2 separate regions of the Triticum aestivum genome follow, and region 2 is linked to region 1. Evidence: chromatin contacts called from public Hi-C data. All regions are on one chromosome and are shown on one strand. The core of a region is the stretch at or near the end of the contact, and the rest is flanking DNA. Distances in the headings are between cores, read along the strand shown.

Region 1 (7,382 bases), core at 2,766-5,265:
ATCTCAAAACGCGCCTCCATGAGGGAGATACGACCACGAGCAAACAACTAAGCGCGCCGGGGCTCAAACTCCTTACGGAGTCGAGACAAGAACTTGTAGACACGATGAAACTCCAAATCAGCCTGCACAGCCTGGCAACACTAACAAGTACGACAACCAACAGTGCAGAGAGAATCAAGCTGACGCCAGATAGCAGAACTCTGTGCATAGAACTCATCAACAGTGGAGTCACCCTGTTGAAGAGCATGCTCCTGACGAACCACAGATAGGTATAAGGCATCACCAGAGGGCTGATAGCACTGACGAAGCCGGGTCCACATCGCAAACACAGTAGAGAGGCCTAGTGAGAACAGCTGCAGCACGAGCATCATCATCAAGCCACTGAGTGTAAGTAGACAGAGCAACATGATAAGTCTGAAGCGCGTCCTCATAGGTCTGAACTTGCTCATCATAAGCACGAACGGCAGCATCATGAGCCAACTTAGCTGACTCCTTTGCAGCCTGATTAGCGTCGGGAGCAAGAGCCGGTGGCGTCGGCGGAGTAGGAGCCGCAGGAGGAACTGGACACGGCGGACTGGGGACCTCCCCAGAAAGAACACCCCAAAGACGAAGTCCACGCATATGAATACGCATGAAGCCAACAAACTCAATGTAGTTGGTACCATCAAAAATCATCGGACAACGAGGAACAACGACATAGCCTAAGGACAGAGACATCACACCTTTTTTGGGAATCAACAGGCAGCAGCAGCAGCGACTAGAACTGCACGGGAATCAGCCAGCAAACGGGGCGAACAGCGGAGAGGGACCGGTAGCGGTGAAACCCAGCGAGGACGGCGGCTGATGGCGGACTGCAGATGGGGGCGGCAGAATCCAGGGAGATCCGGCGAGGACGGCGGCTAGGGGCGGACTGCAGACGTGGGCGGCAGAATCCAGGGAGATCCAGCAAGGACGGCGGCTGGGGGCGGACTGCAGACGTGGGCGGCAGAATCTAGGGAGATCCGGTGAGGACGGCGGCGGAATTCGACGAAGACAGTTGTTGACGACGTGATCTGGAGAGGGGATCAGCAACTGGTGTTGGCTCGATCTTGAGGGGAGGGAGCTCGAGCAGAGGGAGTGGCCTGGTCCTATCGATCCACACGGTAGGGCACACGGGCGACGGGGGGGGGGGGGGGGAGCCTGGCGTTGGCCTGCAGGAGGAGAAGAGCAAGCGTGGAGAGCCAGCGGCGACAAGGAACAGGAGCGGCGGCCACAGAGGACAGTGGCGACGCGAGGCGAATCAATCAACACGAGTTGCGGCGTGCAAAAAATTGACCTACCTCTAATACCATGTTAGGCTAGTATGTATACATCTACATGTGTGGAATATATGCAGGAAACCCCTTATACAATAGGGCAAATACGAAAGGTTACATGACTATATATGTAATACTCTAACAACATTGTCTCGAGGCGCCCCGTCAAGATCCACCGTCATAGCCAAGCCTTCAAGCCGCGACGGAGGGACGCTCCGCCGTCGCCATCATGTCCCTGCACGGGCTTTGCCCGCCGGGATCCGGCGGCAGCAGTAGGGGAGGCAGACGAGATGCGGAGGAGATCGGGAGGTGGAGCGAACCAGAGGATGAGTGTGTTGTTTGGGTGGAGGGGGGGGAGTAATTTGTCATTAATAAGCAATTTAACGAAATACCATAAGATGTTTTTATAGAATATTAACGTTAAACTTAGAAAATGATGGGGTAGAATACACCCATCAGCACTGTGGTAGTGATCATGCATCACCTCCACAGCTCCACAGCTCCACTGGCCCTTCTTGCCAGGGATACACATAGACGCGTACCCGACCATCCACATTGGCCATTTTTATTTTGTATTAGCATGCAAAAATTTCAAAGTCACTACTAACGGGTCACTAGCAAAAATTGGCAAGACCCATTAAGCCGCTGGCACTCCCTGCCAACGCTGCAGGAATCTTAGACCTGAAAGGAGAGATCGATGTGGAATTTATAAGCTCAGTTGCCCATGATGCTGACCAATTTCTAATTCTATCATTTTGTTGAGAAATCATGATGCTGACCAATTCCATCTTGCCCCTTTGCATGCTTGAACAGGAACCGCAGTAGTAGCAGCTGGCCTTCGATCCAACCAACGGAGATATTTGTCTATCCATGCAGAAACTCAAAACTACGAAGGGTTCCTGAGAGAACAAATATTGTATCCCAAAGTTGGCGCATGTGCGCTCAAGCATTTCTCCCGCCGTTATTCAGGTCCGATGGATCAGTGGACTTTTCAAGTGGTATTGTCGCACTAAATTTCCGTCTTGAGCAAGAAGAATACTCCTACCTTGGTACATGGTACATTTTCCGTCTTCAGTACCATTGTTACTTCAGTAAAATAAACTTGAGAATTATTGTCACTATAGTAGAACCCAGTGAAAGTCCTGTTCTGCTGTGTAGGTTGAAACATTTTTATTTTGATATTTAGCCACTCGTGCGCGCTTTGCCGCTTTGTGGGCGTGGAAATTGGAAAAGGGAGCGCCTTGCGTGGGATTCGGCTTGCCTGCTCCCTTCCCATGCTCCCATCCGTGCTCCCACTTCATCTTACGGTTGTCTTTTTTTCTTCTTTTTTTCTAATCTAATCATCTCCCCCCTGATTTTAAAGGGGTGGGGCCGGATCTTATTTTGTTTCAATCAAAACAAGCCATGTATGCGGGAGCACCGATGAGCACACGCCGGGGGAGCAAGCAAGTCTCGTCCCCTTGCGTGGTGCTAAAAGCCCCCGGTTTCTAGAGGGATTAAAATTACTAGTGGGGTCTGATGTGTGGTGAAGTCAGAGCTAGCATGCACGCCATTGGCTATTGGCGAAGCGAAGCAACGTGGAAGCTGACCAGGTTCATGCATCCTTGCGCGTTTACGTCAGCGCCGGGAGAAGCACTGACGTCGGAGAGAGAAAGCAAGTGGTGATCCATGGATGGATGATGGTGGGCATACTCTATCTCCTCCGTACCTAAACGATGTGCAGTACTGTACCAACGCACGCACTGCCGTACCTTACTGGCAAGTTTAACATTTCTGATGCGCGGTTTTGATGAGCCTGCCGCTATATTTGTTTCCTGAAGCTATTCTCTAAGTCCAGCAGCAGAGCAGCTAAGCTAATTAATTAAACCCCCGCAAAAAGAAAAAGCTAATTAATTAAACTGAAATGGTGTTGGATTTAACGGCGCACGGTGATAGTGTGAAAACATCTGACGGTTGAAAACTTCCTGGTAGTTCCTATACTGTCTTTGAATGTCCACCCTCCGCTGTGTACTAAATTTGTAGCAACAAATAGAGCCACTGGCAGTGTGCAACAGACATGGCAGGGGTCAGGGGAAGCACCCATGGAGAAATAGGCCCACCACAGACTGCACGCAAAGAAAAGATAAGCAGAGGCAACAGTTATTATGTGTGAATGCATGCATGCACGTTTTCTACTCTACGGAGGTGACACGGAGAGCCTTTAGTACTACTACTAGCATATGAGTGGGTGGGAGCCACTGCCAAAAGAATACGGTACATGTGGAGTACAGTACCGAAGACAGGGGCATTTCTCAGATCAAAAGATAGATTAAATAAGTGGCTCATACTATATCTCTGGAAGGTGCACTGGCTTTCGCAAACTGTTTGCTCGTTTTCTAGGATTCTTTTTTCACCCCCTAACATTTTGGAATTCGAATGGGGTGGAACGGCCGTGAGCCTAGAGCACGATATGATCATCAACGATCATACAAACTCAGAAACAATGGCATAATCATCAACCCTGTCTATGCTAAACGTGACCAGGACTATATATTTAATTTAGGAGTAGTACACCCATTACTAATTGGTTTACCCTGGAGAGGCCATGTGAGCGTGACACAACATCAGTTCCCGCGGGATTCCCCGTCCACTTGCGGGTGGCCCCACCCCACCCCACATACATGCATGTACCCACGCGGCCGCAGAGAGTGATGAGCGAGCGTCATAGATGCTCACTCGCAGCTCCCGAGCTTATTTCCCTCATGGCACTAAACACCTGTAGGGTGTCCCCGCCCTCCGTTGGCTCCACTGTCTATCTACCTGCAAATTGGGAGGGGAGTGCCAAGTGGTGGTGGCGATGGGCGCGCAGGCAGCAGCAACTTGCTTATCATAAACGAACTGGTCCCTTCCCTTGTCAACTGCAACCATGGAATGGAACAAACAAGCCTTTTTTTTCTTTTCTTCTTCCGATCGATCACCTCCCTCCCAGGGAAAACTGGCCCCGCCCCAGGTTTCCTACTAACTACGCATCGATTAATCAAGTGACAAGGCGACAAGGAAAGAGGGGTACCCCCGCGTGGCTGGCCGCGTGCGATCTCCCCCGGCGGGACTGGGACGCGAGTACGCGGCGGGCACCGCGTGGGGCCGTGCCAATGGACGCAGCATCTGTGCCTGCGTGAGTAGAGTACGCGTACGCGCGGGCGCAGCCAGCAACAAGAAAAGGTGTCGTCGCCTTTACTCGACTCGATGGAGTAATTATCCATGGATGTACAGTAGTAGTGTGGCACGACGCGGTCTTGTTCCTGACCGGCCCCTGCTGCCTCTGCCTGCCGCGCACATGGGGGACATAGCACACACGCGCCGTGTGTTGCTCGCTCTTTTCCTTGGGAGTTTTCCGTCCGGTGTCGCAAGATGCTCTGCCGTATGAATGACCGGTAAATTTCCCAGGAGGCGGGTGTCTGCTTCCAGAGGGGTCGGGGCTCGGTCATGACCTAGACGGCCCTGCCAGTTACGGCCACAGCATTCCACGCACGGTGTACTGCCTACGTTCTTGCTCAACTTTCATCTACTAAACTTTACGAATTGGTTGTTTTTCAGCATTTGATCAGGTAAACATTAGTATGAGTGGTGGAGTAGCAGCTGAAGCGGCACGTATCGTATGTACTAGTGGTATTGAATGTTTGAGCAGGTCAAAAAGGTGGAAGAGTAGTGCTGAACCTTGCTAGCTAGCTGCCTGTCTTTTCTCTGAAATTCAGATAGATTCGGAAGACAGCGAGCTGCATGTCTTCTCTCTGAAGTTCAGATAGACTGTGAGGACAGCCAGCTGCGTGTCTTCTCACTGAAATTCAGATGGATTGGCAGGACAGCGACCTGCGTGTCTCCTCTCTGAAATTCAGATACATTGGGAAGAGAGCAAGCTGCCTTGCGCCAGGCAGATGAAGGGAAGGAAACTCATCCGATTATCGCAACGATCCTACTAGCGTACAAGTAAACACCATAAACGTAATCTACATATATGTTGAGGAGATTTGTATCCTAACGGACAGAACAGAGTTCCATTTTTCTAAATTTACGAATTGGTTGTCTTTCAGCATTTGATCAGGTAAATATACGAGTGGTGGAGTAGCAACTGAGGCGGTGCGTGTCTAGTACTGAATGTTTGAGCAGGTCAAAAGGTGGAAGAGTAGTGCTGACTGCTGAGCCTAGCTAGCTGCCTGTCTTTTCTCTGAAATTCAAATGGACTGGGAAGACAGCCAGATGCGTGTCTTCTCACTGAAATTCAGATAGATTGGGATGACAGCGACCTGCGTGTCTCCTCCCTGAAATTCAGATAGATCGGGAAGACAGCAAACTTCCTTGCCCCACACAGAGGAAGGGAAATCATCCAATGATCGCAATGATCCTGCCTACTAGCGCACAAGTAACAGCATAAACGTAATCTACATATGTTGAGGAGATATATATCCTAACATGACAGAACAGACTTCCATTTTTCTTGTACATATTGAAGGCCATGCTTCTTCATCCGCATATGTATATATGCTTTTTTGGCCACACACACACACACGTATATATGCTGAAGGTTCTGCCGTATGAGAAATATGGGAGGCAAACTCAGTAAGTTAACTGGCTTCATGCTCTTGCAACTTGCAACGAGTTATTTAAGTAGACATCAAGCTCTTTTCTGACGCCGTTGCCGGGGAAGTGAGTGCTTGAAGGTATATCTTTAAATCTTGCAATCGAATCTTTTTGTTTCTTGTTTTATCACTAGTTTAGTTTATAAAAAAAGACAAAAAATGGATTTAAGTTTGTCTTATACGCTTCATCTTTTTAATATCTTTCGTGAGAATGATGAAAAGGAAAATTGTGCTCAAGTGCTAGAAGAAGAATGCATTAAAATGTTTGGTACTAGAACTTTGAATGATGAGCATGATTGCAATGTTGTTAGTATGAATTCCTTGAATATCCATGATGCTAATGATAGGCAAAGCCACAAGCTCGGGGAAGCTATGTTTGATGAATATGATATTTTTAGTCCACCAAGTTTTGATGAGCAAATTTATTATGATGAAAGAATGCCTCCTATTTATGATGATTATATTGATGAAAGTGGGTTTGGAAGAGTGTCAACTTTAGGTAGTATTGATCCCACTATTTTGGAGGATGTTGAATCTTATTGTGATGAATATGAAAGTGGATTTGGAAGAGTGCCAACTTTATTTGGTGATGATTCCACTATTTCGGAAGAGGTTCCAATTGATTATGAGAATAAAGTTGCTATCTATGATGACTATTGTGATGACTTGTATGTTATTAGGAATAATGATAACCATGAAACTTGTCGTCATGATTTTAGTTTTTAATTGGATTATGCCTCACATGATAATTATTTTGTTGAGTTTGCTCCCACTACTATTCATGAGAAGAATTTTGCTTATGTGGAGAATAGTAAAATTTCTATGCTTGTAGATCATGAAAAGAATGATTTAGGTGCTGGTTATATTGTTGAATTCATTCATGATGCTACTGAAAATTATTATGAGGGAGGAACATATGCTCGTAGGAATTGCAATAATATCAAGTTTCCTCTCTACGTGTTGAAAATTTTGAAGCTATGCTTGTTTTGCCTTCCTGTGCTAGTTGATTATTGTTCCCATAAGTTGTTTGCTCACAAAATCCCTATGCATAGAAAGTGGGTTAGACTTAAATGTGCTAGTCATATGCTTCATGATGCTCCCGTTATGTTTCAATTCTTATATTTTATGTGAGCATCATTGTCATCATCATGCCTAGCTAGAAAGGCATTAAAGAAAAGCGCTTGTTGGGAGACAACCCAATATTTACCCTTACTGTTTTTGTGTGATCACATGATTATGCTACTGTAGTAATCATGTTTTATATCTTTTGTTTCAATAAAGTGTCAAGTAAGACCTTTAGGATAGCTTATGGTGATAGTTGTGTTGATCCTGTTGAAAATCAGAAACTTTTGCACTCAGTAAATTAGTTTTGATAATTTACAGAAACGTGCTTTTGATCTGATTATTTCTGCTCTGTATTGGTACACAAATTTATTAGGACGTCCTAATTTGGTAGGATTTTTGGAGTTCC
Region 2 (7,382 bases), core at 3,004-5,503, 98 kb before region 1:
TCGAATAGATCTCCAAGAACATCGAGGACAACATTGTATTGAAGATCAAAGAGAGAGAAGAAACCATCTAGATACTAGCTATGGGCTCGTAGGTCTGTGGTAAACTACTCACACATCATCAGTAAGGCAACAATGTTGGTGTAGAGGCCCTCCGTGATCGGATCCCTCTCCGGCAGATCATCGGAAAAGGCCCCAAGATGGGATCTCATGGGAACAGAGGCTTGCGGAGGCACAAAAGTATTTTGGTGGATGCCTCTAATGGTTTGGGAATATTTGGAAATTTATAGTGCAAAGATTAGGGTTGGAGGACTCCCGAGGGGGAGGCTTGTGGCCTCCTCGGGAATCTTCTGGCCCCTTCTCCAAGCTCCATGGATGTCTTCTAGTCCAAGAAAAATCATGGCGAAAGTTTTATTTCATTTGGACTCCGTTTGGTATTCCTTTTCTGTAAAACTCAAAAATAAGGAAAAACAGAAACTGGTACTAGGCTCTAGGTTAATTGGTTAGTCCCAAATATAATATAAAATAGCATATAAATGGATATAAAACATCCAAAACAGACAATATAATAGCATGGAACAATAAAAAATTATAGATACGTTGGGGACGTATCACCTCCCTTTCCCCCTCCACCTATATACTACCTCCGTACGGAAATACTTGTCATTGAAACGAATAAAAGAGGATGTATCTAGATATATATTAGTCCTAGATACATCCCTTTTTATCCATTTTGATGACAAGTTTTTTCGGACGAAGGGAGTATGTGTGAGGAGGAGAGGGGGCGCGACTGACCACAAATCCGAAGCCGTGTGTCGGCGCCCCCTCCCCCTTTAGTTCATCCTCCGTCCAAAACCGTTGTGCTTGGCAAAGCCCTATGGAAATAACTTCACCACCATCTCCATCACGTCGTCGTGCTACCGGAACTCATCTACTACCTCGCGCCACTTTTGCTAGATCAAGAAGGCGAGGACATCATCGAGCTGAACGTGTACTGAACGCATGTGCCATGCGTTCGGTGCTTGATCAGAACGGATCGTGAAGGTGTACGACTACATCAACCGCGTTGATAAACGCTTCCGCTTAGCGATCTACAAGGGTATGTAGATGCTCGCCCCCTCTTGTAGCTATGCATCTCCATGGATAGATCTTGCGTGTGCATAATATTTTTTCATGCAATGTTCCCCAACAGTCAAGTCCCTTGCGGGAAAAGTAGGCAAACTAGAATCAGCTTATGTGGAATAAAATGAGTTTCCTGGCAAATTCTATTGAGCAAGAGTGTTGGCCGATGTGTGTAAATTACTTCTTTAGAATCATGTTTCTGTGGTAAAGAATCTTAAGAGACAAATATTTCTTGGTCGCTCTTTGGATGTGGTATGCTGCCTTTATCAGCTGTCATTTGGAGGTGTGCTTGGTGGATCCTCGTGTGATGGTGGCTCCTTCTGCGAGCCGAGGTTGCGGCCATCCGAAATCTCTTGCCCCCCTTCCCTTGGGATTCCCATGCTCCTTTGGCCAGATCTGGGTGCCGCCCCATCAGATTTGTGGTCCACTCCGATAGATCAACGGGTTGTGCCACTAAAGCTTGTGCATCTCCTCGTCGGTCCTCATTTGTTTGGGTGGCTGATCCTCGTCATTCCCTGCTTGTCACATCCATCTCCTGGGGTAAATCCCCTTCCCCTATATCGTTGTTTCCTTCTTTGGTTGGCTTTGGTGTTGCCAGTTGGAGTGCCATCCTACCCTCGTACGTCAGTGGTCCTCCTTCTCGAAGCTCTTTATGCTATGGATCCTATTGTTGCCCCTACTCGTGCAGTGGTGGCTTCGCCGGGCTTGTCGTGCTCTTGGTCCTTGGGTGGTGCCCCTGTGATATTTGTGTCCCTTTGTTGTGGTTGTGGTCGGTTGTTTGTGGTTTTAGTTGCAAGCTCCTGATGTCGACGAGGCCCTTCACTTGGACGTAGTTCAACGATTTGCTCTCTGCCTAGGTCGCTTGAGTGCTCTCATTGTAGTTTGGTTTGGAGTTGGTTCTGTCCTCATGTTGCAAATTGTTGCTTGGGTCATGGTGTACTTGGGGACTTGGGGTCGTGCCATATTCGGCGATGTAAGGATCGTCGGGTTGTTTTCGTCGTACCATTTTTGATGATGTATAGGTTGTGTCATCTTCGGTGTGTAATCTCTTTTCTCTTATCAAAATATATGCAATTCTCCTGCATGGTTCAACAAAAAAAACGTGCACTCTCACCAATTTTTGGAAGGCTTTTTTTAAGCATGGTGTTCATTTACGATTTTCGTCCAAAGTTTAAGCAACTTTTTGTGGCGGAGCAAAACACGCACATTAGGATTGGGTGGCAAAAAAAAATCAGGTGGAGGAATACGCATTGCTTACAATTTGTTTTTGCCACCCTTCTTGGGAACTACTAGTAGCTGAATTTAGAAGAAAAATCTCTGGAATAAAAATAAATTAAAAGAATATGAAGAAAAGGAGCTAATCTCTTTTTTTTTTGCGAAAAAAAAGGAGCTAATCTCATCTCCTAAAGCTTACACAAACACCCACACTGACCCATGAAGAACTTATTTGTTGTTATTCTTCCTCTGTCGCTAACCAAAATCAGAGCTGAGCGGGTGATACCTCTAATACCTACAGTCCCGTTTCTTTTCCTGTTTTTTTTTACCATCATCTCATGCAAGGAAGCAAGAAACGTCAAACTCAAACTCGTCCAGCGAGAAGGCGGTCTCCTCCTCCATCTCCATGGTGAGCGCCGGCATCGTCCCCGCTGCTACGAGCGCGGACACCACCTCGTCGTACTCAGACCGCGCCCTCCACTCCGCCTGGAACGGGCTCATGGAGAAGCGGTTCGAGTCCGAGGTCACCGGCGAGGGCTCAAGGGACGTCGACAGCGACGCGCCTTGCCCAAAGCAGTTCTCCGGCGTCGACGGCATGGAGAACGGGTAGTGCTCTTGCGGCATCGTCAGCACGCCCGCCGCCTGCGAGGAGAAGCAGAAGGACGTGGTGGTGCTGCAGCCCTGATGACCCGCCGTGAGCCCCTCGGTGTTCACCGTCAGGCTCGTGCTCAGGTTCTGCAGATGCCTACGCGCGTCCGGGTTCTCCTCCGCCGGCTGCACCATGGCCGCCGCGGCCGCCACCGTCTTATGAACGCAGGTGTGCTCGCCGTGGTAGATCACGTCGAAGAGCGCCGGGTCCTCGTCGGCGCGCTGCACCTGCTTGGTCGCCGCGCATCCCTGGGACTTGCGGTGCGTGCAGCGGTAGTACCCCCTGCAGTGTTGCACAGTTCAGGTCAGGGACGGCGAACACAATTCCTCTGGAGCGGTTCAATCGGATGCAACAGGTGTACTACTATCTGACTAGTGGATGCCGAATAATTGGCAACAGTGGAAAGGCTGCAAGATTCACCACCTGAAAAGAACACCTCGAAGAAGAACCAGTGCCCAAATCCAAAAGTAAAAATCCCCGTGACCTCACAGAAAGCGAAAGCGGATGATTGTGGAGCCACTTGCCACTCGTGTAATTTAAACATGTGCGGATGTACCAAAAGAAAATTACTACTACCAACCTTGGGTGCTTGGCTCCAAGAATGTCCTTCTGGCCGTACTTCCTCCAGCTGTGGCCGTCGTCGACTGGGGTCTCTGCTCCTCCTCCCTCCGAGCTCACCCTGACCTGATGCTTCCGTTTCTCCATTGTTTTCCTGCAAATCCAAGAAGAAAGAAGGCACTTAAAAATCTACACTAAAAAGATCCAAAATACGACTGACTATTCATCAATTAATCGTGACAAGATCGAATAGTTTCATAAAGTATGCACCTCTTCTTGTTGTTGGTATGGAAAGGCATGCCCGAAACGTCGCTCAGGGGGCTGGGCGTCGCGGAGAACGGCGGCGAGTCGAGGCCGGCGGCGGAGCGCTTCCGGCTGTCGAAGTGCCCGGACCTGATCATGCCGATGGACCTCTCGGTCACAGCGAAGATCTGGGCGGCCAGGCGCTTGCAGTGGTCGGGGCAGCCTCCCAGGTTCACGTCCAGCTGCCTCACCAGCTCCTTGATGTAGCCCAGCTCGGTCACCACAAGGCGGCTTCCTCCATTTTCATCCACGCTCTCCATCGCTCTGCGCTGCTAATTTTCTTGCCGCTGCGGAAGTCTCTGTCCCAGAAACGAATTGCGCAGCGAGTGTGTGTGTGTGTCTGTGTAGAAGAGGAAAAATCGAGATGTGATCGGAGAGTTGAGATGAGATGGTGAGTGAAGCGAAAGGAGGCGGTCTTATATAATGGCCAGCAAACCGCGATGGGTTAAAGTGAACAAACTGAACAGTATTTTTGACCGGCGGGCTTAGTAGAGACTGTGATTTGATTGGCCAATCCCTTGCCGGGTCGGGTTGCAAACTTGAAGCTAACGGATCTCTACCGTTAGCATACAATCTTACATGCAGGAACCTTCAGCTTATGACACTTTTTATAATCCAGTTGTTTATATCACTTACGAGTCATAAGTGATATAAACAACTGGAGTATGAAAAGGTTAGCAACACCAACAAGCTTGAGCAAGCTTTTTTTTGTCTGAATCGGACAAGACTATCGGGATGAAATGCAATGTAAATTTAGATATGGTGTGTCGGCCTTATGAACATGAGGATCCAGGTGCTCAACACTGCAAAGTTTGTGCATTCTTTGAGACTTTGATGACCATAGTTTGAATGGAAAGAAACATCAAAATTTTGGGTTTGCATGGACAACCCATGTGATGAACATGACTTTGACCTTTTCTATGCCAGCACCAACATCACCATTGAAGGTGAAGCTAAAACTCCATTCTAGTAGGCACCTTGGATCAATAACCGAAACCAAAGGAGATCGCACCTCTCATCTTCTACGCATCCACGAGAAAAAAAATAAAAAAAATTGGAAGGTGAATGAGGCTCTCAATGAGGACGCTTGGGTTCCAAAAATAAAGATTACCGTTAACTCCTCCTTAGAGCACACCCGCCAGTTTGTGGCTCTTTGGACCATCCTTTGCGACTTCCACTTTTGACGCCCATGCTTAAGATGATATTGTTTGGAAGCACACTTCTAGTGGTGCTTACTCCGTGGCTACCGTCTACACGATGGAATTTATAGGAACATTCTACTCCCCTATAGAGCACACTTGGGCCCCTCCCGAGGTCATGTCTTTGCATGGTTGGCCACTCAAGATAGGATTTGAACCGCTGATAATTTAGCCAAACGCGGATGGCCAAGTTACGGTCCTTGCCCCTTATGTAAGCAAGTGCAAGAATAAGGTGTGCACCCCTTCTTTAAGTGTCGCTACACAATCCGTCTTTGGAACTTGATAAATGATAGGCTCCATCTCGATGGCTTTGACACTACCACTTGGCATTTCAAAAGATCCATCAACGAGTGGTGGATCAAGCATCCGGCCGAAGCACCCCCCCGGCCAATAGGAAGGTCGTGGCATCTCTTACAATGCTCATTGGTTTGACTATTTGGTACTGGAATGAAAGGAATGCCCGGATCTTTCGCCACAAGAGCATGCAACTAATGGTCCTTCTAAAAAACATTAAGGACGAGGTCCAACTATGGATAACCGCCGACGCGAACAAAAACTAAGAACAATTGTACCAGTAGTCTAATTCATTTTGTGTTTTGGGACTTGTAACAAACTCATTCCTCCTCTTAATTAATATTTGAGACAAATATTTTGCCTCCATTTCAGTAAATACTCTAGTTGTTTCAACTAACATCGCTGCTACATCCCAAAGTCTTCATATAGGTGGGCACTAATAGGTTGTGTAATGTTGTTCATATAGTTGTGCGCCCAATGCGAACTGCCATTATGTATAGTCACAATGTGACTGGGGGAGTGGTTGTCCTTCATGAGATGTTCCCTGAGCTCCACACTAAGAAACTTGACGGAGTTATCTTTAAGGCGGACTTTGATACGGCCTATGACAAACTAAAGTGTTTTTCCCTTCAACAAGCTCTTCAAATGAAAGGTTTTGTGGTTGAACGAAGGCAACATGCAGCTTGTTACGTTTCGTTCAGGACGGGAGTGTTGGGGTTAAGGTCAGATGACACCGGTCATTAGTTTCTAACCTAGAAGGGATTAAGGCAAGGTGACCTTGTGTCGTCAATTTTGTTTAACTAGTAGAATGCCTGTGCGTTGCCATGGACCATGAGATGTTTTTTGCAGTTGCATATATAAACACAATGCATGTCAAATTTTGCATCTATAGAAATGTTAGCGTGTAACAATCAAAAAGTAATTGTAATCAACTTCATTTGTGTTGTAAGTTGATAAAAAATAGAAAGTTGTGTACATAGAGGGCAATGATCTAACTAAATATCAGTCACAAACTTGAGTCTGCTTGATGTGTCTAAGATATTTCCATACAATGTGAAAAATGTTGTCTTTAGCTTCATGTGCATGGTACAATGTGTCGAATCCTATTTATATAAATTGTAGGTACATATAGATCATTTAGATGGTTTTTTCTCCTTTTATTGACATGGGTGATGAAGTTCGCACCTCAGGGCCAACGTCCCAAGAGGAAACTGAGGCACAATGAAACCTGGAATATTAATTAACTAAAACTCATTAATGGGGTAATTGTAAATTCCTGAAGGGGGCCCGACACAAACATGTCCATGATAGTGCCACCCTCTTTGAGCACCCAAAATCATACTAATTATCTAGGATCTAACAAGAGCTGCAATCAAGTTTGACATCAAGCTATGGGCATAGTTCATGGGTGCAGCTTCCCTCCCCTTCCTTCCGTTCTGCAGTCCACATCACTCCTTCGCACCCTCGCTTATTCTCTTCTCCGAGCCACCGCTGCCATCCGCATAGCCTTGGTTCTACTTTCCTTCAAGATTTCATGTGAAAAGTATGAGAACCCATGCCGCAGATAAAATTCTCAATAAGTCTCATGTCTATATATATCAAGAGTATGACATTGTACTTTCCACTCGGTAACAAAAAATAGCACATGGAGTCAAAACAGACAGCCCCCCAAATGGAAGTCTATCGGAATTCAGTGAAGAAATCCAAATCACCACCATGATTCCACAACCAACGGATTAAAGTTTCTACATAGTACGAGTCATAAAGTGTTTTCATGCATTGCTTGCATGAAAAGAAATTAAAATAGCTCAACAAATAACATCAGAACCAGAACAATGAAATCTGATCACAAATTAGTGACACGGGAACTCATCTAATTAGTTTCATTATTCTTTCTATGCATAACATTATACTTGGTATGGAATATAGTAATGTTTTAAAACCTTTGATGTATAAATCCTGAAAATCAATACTACCTGACAACTTGAACATTAGCTATTTCAAGTAGTGAGCCAAATTTAGTTGAACTATACACATTCATGTCA

Evidence for each region. Hi-C and Micro-C count contacts between places; a contact is called where the count stands out from the background.
Region 2: a Hi-C map of leaf shows a contact between it and region 1, with 4 times the contacts expected there. The contact joins the promoter of LOC123111736 here to the enhancer-like site in region 1. A contact is called at or near these places in 2 of 5 Hi-C or Micro-C datasets (both in leaf) and 1 of 1 datasets of contacts at active chromatin or transcription factors (leaf).

What each region holds. Positions count from the first base shown.
Region 1 is chr5B:337,582,589-337,589,970 of IWGSC CS RefSeq v2.1, reverse strand. No RefSeq gene overlaps it. Among protein-coding and RNA genes, the nearest start is that of LOC123111736, 98 kb to the left of the region's middle. Within about 2 kb of position 4,015, at least 7 of the 8 cell types and tissues checked have an H3K27ac peak or open chromatin away from gene starts, as enhancers often do. A contact at or near this core is called in leaf, where this site is marked.
Region 2 is chr5B:337,681,176-337,688,557 of IWGSC CS RefSeq v2.1, reverse strand. It overlaps LOC123111736 (transcription factor WRKY19), which reads right to left and starts at 4,253. Exons shown (of 3, transcript XM_044532587.1): 1 at 3,812-4,253; 2 at 3,564-3,695; 3 at 2,277-3,265. The coding sequence starts at 4,104. The coding sequence ends at 2,671.